Regions from separate parts of the Rattus norvegicus genome. Here region 1 is linked to region 2. The links are chromatin contacts, called in public Hi-C maps. All regions are on one chromosome and are shown on one strand. The core of a region is the stretch at or near the end of the contact, and the rest is flanking DNA. Distances in the headings are between cores, read along the strand shown. Region 1 holds the start of Fktn (fukutin). Region 2 has its middle 23 kb from the start of Fsd1l.

Region 1 (4,030 bases), core at 1,322-3,821, 110 kb before region 2:
TCCAAAAGCACATGGTGACTCCTTTCTGAATATGCTGTAAGGAAAGTTCCCTGAGGTAGTGACAGGAATAAAGCAGCTAGGGACGAGAGGTTACATAGAAAGTCAGCTAGGTAAGGTTGGATTTCAGGCAGAGAAATGTAGATGCTTTTCTTTTTATTTGATGTTTTTCCTATCCGAACATAATTCTGTAATAAAAAAATTAAATTAAATTTAAAAAAGTGTCTCAAGCAGGCATGTTAGTGTAAGCCCCTAATCCCAGCACTTGGGAGACAGAGACAGGTGTATGAGTTGGAGGCCACCCTCCTCACCAGGCCAGACAAGGCTACTTAGTGAGACCCTGTTTCAAAAAAGCAAAACCCACCACCAACAGCAACTTTTTTTTGCCAATGTGTTCTGGTTGCTAGAACGGAATGTGATAAATTAGTTGTTACTGTGTGGGGGAGTGGGGGGTGAGTGCAAAGCAGTGTATGCAAGTCTGTGGGGGTCAGGCTCCCTCTGGTGCCATTCTTTGGGTACCATCAACCTTTGTGAGTGTGTGAGGGCAGGAATGTGTAGGCCACAAAATGCCCAGTGTTTGCTCTATCACACTCTACCTTATTCCCTCAAGACAGAGCCTCTCATTGACTTTGGAGCCAGGCTGGTAACCAGTAATCCTCTCACTTCTGCTGGCTCCCCTGGAGCCTCAGGAATCCCGTCTCCCTGTCCCCAGCTCTGAGGTTACCTGCAGGCCACCCTGATCTGGGGATGGAAGTCCGATCAGCATGCTTGCAACAAGCGCTTCAGTGACTGAGTTGTTGTCCCAGCTCAAATCAAGTTATTTGATTTACATTTCATGTACGTGAGCTTGCTGGCTAATTTTATGTCAACTTATCACATGCTACAATAATTGGGAAGAGGGAACCCCAAATGAGGAAATACTTCCATAAGACTGGACTGTAGCCTGTAGAGAATTTTCTTGATTAGTGATTGATGTGGAAGGGCCCAGCCCATTATGGGTGGTGCCACCCCTGGGCTGGTGGTCCTGGGTTCTATAAGAAAGGAGGCTGAGTAAGCCATGGGAGCATGTAAGCAGCGCTCCTCCATGGTCCCAGCATCAGCTCCTGCCTCCAGGTTCCTGCCCTCAGTGCTTTTGATGATGAACTGTTATATGCAACTGTGTGCAAAATAAACCTTTCTTCCCCAAGTCACGGTATGGTATTTCATCACAGAAAATATTAGCCCTAAGACAGTGAGTAAAGCCTTTCCCTCAAGGGACATGTAATTAATTGCTTGGCTGTGGGCATTTACCCCAGGCTGGTCTGTCAATCGTTATGTAGCTGTTTCCTAGTGCTTTTCTTGTCCTCCAAAGTGCTGTTATTACAGGTGTGAGCTACCATGGCTGGCTCACAGGTTGACTTTTATTTATTGGAAATCTTCAAAGGTAGAAAGGCTGGAATATCATTCTTTATAGCCGAGAAAGCTCGAGACATACAGGAAAGTGGCTTGCCTTGTGCTACCTGAGACATTGGCGATCTCGATGAAATCTGAATTCAGTTCTTTAGACTCTTACCTAAGCTTTTAACTACCCGTACCCATTTACATCAAGTCTTTCCCGATATCCCCCAACTGATAATGTAAACGGAAGACCGGAAAGTTCCTACATGCAGTTATCTGTCATCGCTAACCGCGCCCACTGTATTATTACCATCGTCATCATATTATTAAGCATAGTGAGCACTCCTTCAAACGATCTATAACCACCGAGGAGTCTCAGAAGAGAGGAAAGAGACTGGAAAACCAACCACCTACTCCCTTCGAAGGGTGGCAGATGGCTGCTCTACACAGAACTTGTCTTTCGCGCAGGACCAAAATTCGCCTCGTGGAACCCTCCCTGGGTGGCCATTCTCCCTTCCTTTCCCAGTGAGTTCATGCCTCCAGCCACCGCGGAGGATGCACTCAGAGCAGCGGGCTGCAGCAGTTCCTCCCCTGCGGAGGAACCTTGGCAAGGAATTGGTCCTCACACCCGACCGATCGTTCTACTCGCGTGGTTCGCTCTCGCCGCCCAGCTCAAACATCACTGTTCCAACCCGGCCTCTACAAGCGTCTCCATGAACCTCCAAAAATCGAAGCGGTGTCAGGATGATCAACGAACAGCATGGGCATGTGAGACCCATCTGTCCCTGTGGCGGCAGCAAGCTCGCGTACCTGCGGCCGACGTCGGACTCCTCCCCGCCGCCGTAGGGCGGGCACCCAAAGGGTGGCGGACCGCCGGCCAGGGTACGAGTAGACCAGCGACTCATGCCTGAGGGAACCCGCCCACGCCCAGGCTCAGATACACAGCCCGGAGGCCCTCATCTTACCTAACTCTAGAGCTGCGGCGGAAGCCTCGCTTTACGGCAGTCACGACGACTGTCGCAAAGAAACCGTCAAGCGCACAGCTGCGTTCGCTAGCCCGAGTAGCCTTTGGCCGTACAGGTTTGCCAACGTCTGCTGCCAAGTTCTCGGAGCCCTTCTATTTGTCTGGCCTTTAGAAATCTGCAGTCAGCCATCCCTCCAGCAGCGTCCTGAGGCTGCCTGAGGTTTAGGAAAAACAGAACTGTCTCCCCTAGTGTGTGGCTCACCAAACAGAGCGGAGAAAGTGCAAACTTAGGATGGATAACGACTCTGCCCCCCCCACCCCCTCCCCCCTCCCCATTATCATCCTCTCTCCACATTCTGCTACTGTGGCCAGAATGGGGAAGAGCAGTATGTAGGGATGGGTGTACTCATAAAGTTGAGGTGCCTACTAGACATCCAAGTCTAGAAGATGCTATCTTCCAGTTTGGGGCTTGAGAGAAATATAGACGGTTTTGGGCCTGGCATCTTTGCTTTTAGCGGTGTAATTTTAAGAGTTAGCAAAGATCAGATGTGGATTTTGATAGGAATTTTTGAAAATTAAAAAGCATCAAAGAAATATTTTAAGTTCTCTAAAAAAATTACTAATGACATTTAGTAAAAAAAAAAAAAAGAAGATGATGAAATAATTTACCCTACATACCTCGCTCTGTATCATTTAACTCAGACCAGCCTTAAACTCTACTTAGCCCAGTATGGACTTCAACTCATCCTAGCGCTTCCACATCTCAAGTGCTGGGATAACAAGTTTGCATCACCATGCTTGTCTTAAAACAGAATTTTTCTAAAAATTGTGATGGAACGTGGTTATGTCAAAATTTTTGATTAAGTCTGACATGCCTATAACTCAAGCATTTTGGGGAGCCAAGACAGGAGAATCTGGAGAGAGGCCTTGTCTTTCAACACACTCATGAGCATGCACACACATAAACACACACACACACACACACACACACAAATGTAATTGATGCCTACTGGAGTAATAAGAGGCGATATTTAAAAAGAAATGAATGTTGTTATGCTCAATAATGTCGAAATTATAAGAATGAAAGGAAACTTTCTAGGTTTTAGAAGTGAATACATTTCAATGCATAGTAAATCTTACCCTGTATAAACCTTGAAAGAGGCAGAGGACGATCCCGTTTTCTGGTCCGGGTTAAGTTTAAGGATGGATCTCATGGTTTTTCCTGTATAAGCACAGTTGTAATGTGCTATATACATTATAAAGTTTCTGTTACTGTAAAGTGTACCAGGGTTTAGAGATATATGTAAAGGAAAGAATTTAGAACACTTCAAAGAAAATCGACAATCCTTTTGGTTTTCCTAGACATAACTTGTCAGCAACTTCTTTGGGCAATTTACCTGTAAATTTTCATCCACTTGCAGGTGACTTTATTGTTTTTAATATAAGTTTACAAAGTAAAAGCCCCACCTACCACCGGAAGTTGGATGATAACCACGTACACACACTAAAGATGGCGGTCCTTGTTAGTGGGTCGAATGTGGACTGCTCCCCAGATGCTTCTGTTGGAATACTTTGCCTCCAGGCAGTTTTAGAACCTTAAAACCCTGGAGGAAATAGGCCACTAGAGGGGACAGACTTTAAGGATCAGAGCCTGGCTCCTCTTTCAGTCTGCTCTCTGCTTCTTGGTCCAGT
Region 2 (4,048 bases), core at 527-3,026:
AAGGTGATTTTTATGATTGTTTTGAACAAAGAGAAATACAGTGGAGGTCCTTTTTTGATCATGACCTTGGTATGACTGGTGTGATGGCATAAAAATCCCAAGCATGTTTGAACTGGCTTTGTCCTACCCTCATGGAGCTCCCAAAGATAGAATTCTGCAGTGCAAATATGTTTCCCCCTAATTCTGAAGCCATTCTCTCTGTCATCTTTCTCTTCGTCTCTCTCCCTCTCCCTGTCTGTCTCCCTCTCCCTCCCTCTTTCCCTCCTTTCCCCATCTACATCTTACCCAAGAACCCCCATTATGTATTGTTTTAGTGTTGAAGGCCTCGGAATCACCTTTTTCCCCCCTCCGTCTTCTAGTTTCTTTCTTACATTCTAAAAGACATCCTCAAATTCATCACAACCTACACACATTGCCAGGATTTGCATCTTTCTTCTATTTTCAATTTCTAAGCTTTGACCTAGAGACCCAGAGAATAATCACCCAGATCGCCCTTTGCTGGTGAAAACCCGCAGGCTAGAATGTTATCGAAGACACAGGCAGCTCATTCCAGCTTACTTCAGTGCAGACAACTGTAGCATGTCAATAAAGCACGATTAATCCTACTGTTTTGGACACCTGAGTTGTTTACAATTTTGAGGGTACTGCAAATATCCTTCTATAACCATGGTGGGGGCCTCGTTTTATTTGCTTTTTTGAGTGTCTCTCTATGTGGCTTCAACCCATGATCCTTTTACCTCAGTCACCCTAGTGCTGGGATCACAAGGCTCGCAGCATTGCTCCCCCAGCCCATGAGCATTCACGAACAAGTTCCTTGGTGCACAGATGTTCGGGCCTTTCAGTGCCCAGGAAGGAAACTATTGGATCTGTATTTATTTCCAACTTTAATGAATAAAAGGAAACAGGTTTCCAGCATGTTTCTGCTGACTTATTCTCCCAGAAGTTATATACAGTTTCTAGTTTCTTCAAAACCAAGTCAACATTTTCTTTTCTAACATTAGAGGTAGCCACATCTCGGATGCCTTAAGTATGTATGTCTCCAGTTGCCACCAATCAGATGGTTAACGGCTCTCTTGACTTAAATGGGTGGAAATCATGGGCAGACAGAGGTTCTTCACTGCTGGTCTCTAGAAGCTTGTGTTTCCCTCAGTGTTTGACCACTCCAGTCCCAGCACTTGGCAGACATACGGGGCAGGAAGCAACAATCTGTTACAGCCCAGTGAAGGCCTCGGGCAAGGGGCCCTGGGTCCTTGTCAGTGGCCTGTGTTATGTCTCTCAGCTTGGGGGTCTGAGTCTCGTGGCTGTGAGGGAGCTCTGTGGAGTCCAGAGCTGCAGGTTCTCTCCTGTAGCTCCTCACAGCCCATTCTCAGCGTCCTTGTCTCTGCTTTCACTCCCTTCCCACCTTGGCTGCTCTCTGCTCTGTCAGTTGTCAGTGGCTATGCTGAGCAGCTGCTCTACGCCTCTGCCTGGGCCTTTTCTACAGCCATGCAGGTTCTAAGAATGGCAACTGGACACTGACCGCAGGTAGGGCCAGTTAGAACCCAATACTGAATACTGGAAACTGGGTGCCGGCAGCCGGGATGGACTGAGAGGCCAACTATCGAGCAGTTGTACACAAGATGGCAAATGTGCTGTGCTGGTCAGTACCAGCTTTCCCTCTGCTCCCCTGGGACTGTTTAGCCACCAATCTGCCGCACAGCAACGCACAAGGCACTTATCCTCTCCCCCGTCCTGATTCTAGTCCTACCAGCGCAACGCTCCGTGTCCCGCCCCATGCTCAGCCATTGGCTACTGGCCTCTTTATTGATAGATCAAAAACCAATTGGGGGCAAGGATCTTCAGCGACGGTAAACACAGTTTCAAAGCATCAGAACCACCCTCTACAGCCTGTCGCAAACTTTCAAATAGCTCTGATAAGGTTTGGGGCTCCAGGAGCCAGGGTGACCTGCTGCTGTTCCTTGTATAGATGTCTCAGGACCTCTGCGGAGGTTCCGTGTGGTTGGTGCAAGAACGAGAGTGGGCTGTTTGGTTGTTTTTACCTAGAGTCTTTTTGTCAAGCAAGTTTGAGCAGCAAGAGAAGGTCTGATAGATGATAATTATAGAGTCAAGTTGCCCCAAGTGTCTTTGCCTATTTATAGAAATGAATATTGGAGTGCACAGTTTATACACTGGAGGTGCTGACCATTAAGAGTATTCTCCACCTTTAACACAGTGTAGCCACGTTTTTTTTTTTATTTATTTATTATGTATACGTCATACAGCTTTCTGCCTGCAGGCCAGAAGAAGGAACCAGACGTGATTATAGATGGTTTTGAGCCACCGTGTGGTTGCTGGGAATTGAACTCAGGACCTCTGGAAGAGCAGACAGTGCTCTTAACCTCTGAGCTATCTCTCCAGCCGTGTAGCCACGTTTTAAGAAAAGAAAAAAAATTTTTTTGAGACAAGGGCTCATATATCCCAGGTCATCATGTGTCATCCCACCCAGTATATATAGCGCTGAGGACTGATCTGGGGCTTCATGCTTGTTAGACTGGGCACTCTGCAGACTGAACTACCCCTTCAGCCCCTGATTTAAGAATTCTTTTTTTTTTTTTTTTTTTTTTGGTTCTTTTTTTTTTTTTTCGGAGCTGGGGACCGAACCCAGGGCCTTGCGCTTCCTAGGTAAGCGCTCTACCACTGAGCTAAATCCCCAGCCCCCTGATTTAAGAATTCTTAGCACTGTCTAGTGCCCAGAGTGAGGCAGATGCCCCTTGCTGGTCTCCCTGTGAAGGAAGCTACTAAGGTCCCTTTATCCACTTTCCAGACACTGATTTTCCTTGGTGAAGTGCCTGTTCAAATCATCCAGCAATTTGGGTTCTCCGCCTTTTTCCTATCCAGCTGCACATGCTCTCTGTGGGTCTTCAATGAGCCTTATACCAAAGATACACTTTCCCTAGAACCTACCTCATTTTAATGGTTTCCTCTGATAAATATCATTAGAAATTTTAGCTTTTAATTGTATCCAATGGACGTCTCAAAGCAATTTCAAGAGAAAAGCTTTGGTCCAGAGGTCTACCTTTCTGATCTTTGTATGAGATCAAGTTGTATAAGATTTGGGTTTAGTGAACATCTGTTCCTGAGTTCAGTATTGGGACTCTTGTGCCACGGAACATCACCACAAACAAAGGATACCAGGCTACTCTATGATCTTCAGCATCAGAAGACAGGAAGAGAGATGGTGAGTGACCTACGTTAGGTGTTGTGACAGGTCGTATCACAACAAAGCTTTAATCTCAAAAAACTGAAGGACAGCCTCCCAGCCCTGAGATCAATGTTTTTATGCCCCCTTCAATGTTAGAGCCTGTGTGTTAATAATTTAATGTCATTAGAAGTAGGATTCTGTGACCTGTAGATGTCTCCTTTTACAAACAAGATCAATCAGGGCATTTTATGGTACACAAAGAATAAAGTTTACCACCTTTAACGAGGAGTGGCCTGGAGAGATAACTGGCATATTAGCTAATTATTTACAAAGAAAAGGACTGAAAAAATCAACTGTTCAAAAAAAAAAACCAGTCAACTGTTTTGACTTTTAACTAGATAACAATTCTCCAGTTACCTTGATATGATTAATAATTTGCCACAGTTTATGTTGGATGCATGCTAGGAAGTAAAACTCTTCTAATTCAAGCTACTTTATGGTGTGCACCAGAACAGGCCTTGATAAACACATTTCAGATGGATCTGAAGGTACAGAGATGGACATAGACAGTAACCTGGGATTCAAATTCTTTTAGCTGAGCTAAACATTTGGGTCTTATCTGTCCATCTGTCTCATGGATCCTGTTAAAGATGACCAGAACTATAGTCCTTGCTGTGCAAACACCCCTGTAGTGACCCTTACATCTCAGCAGAGGATGTCAGTTACCTACTCATGACCCTTGACAGTAAGAAGCATGGGTACCAGTCTACTCTGAGGAGTAAAACCTACTCACTTCGCTGCATTGTACGGGAAGACCAGCTCAGAGACATGAAACAGAGCAAGACTGCTGCGAAGCTAGAAATGTAC

What was found. A called contact is a pair of places that touch in the nucleus more often than the background predicts.
Region 1: a Hi-C map of kidney shows a contact between it and region 2, with 5 times the contacts expected there. The contact joins the promoter of Fktn here to the enhancer-like site in region 2. A contact is called at or near these places in 9 of 12 Hi-C or Micro-C datasets (the Rat2 cell line, Schwann cells, frontal cortex and 5 more).

What each region holds. Positions count from the first base shown.
Region 1 is chr5:73,133,703-73,137,732 of GRCr8, reverse strand. It overlaps Fktn (fukutin), which reads right to left and starts at 2,571. Exons shown (of 10, transcript NM_001108667.1): 1 at 2,340-2,571.
Region 2 is chr5:73,027,304-73,031,351 of GRCr8, reverse strand. It overlaps a transcript of Slc44a1 not described here. Among named protein-coding and RNA genes, the nearest start is that of Fsd1l, 23 kb to the left of the region's middle. Within about 2 kb of position 1,776, at least 77 of the 93 cell types and tissues checked have an H3K27ac peak or open chromatin away from gene starts, as enhancers often do. A contact at or near this core is called in hepatocytes, kidney and liver, where this site is marked.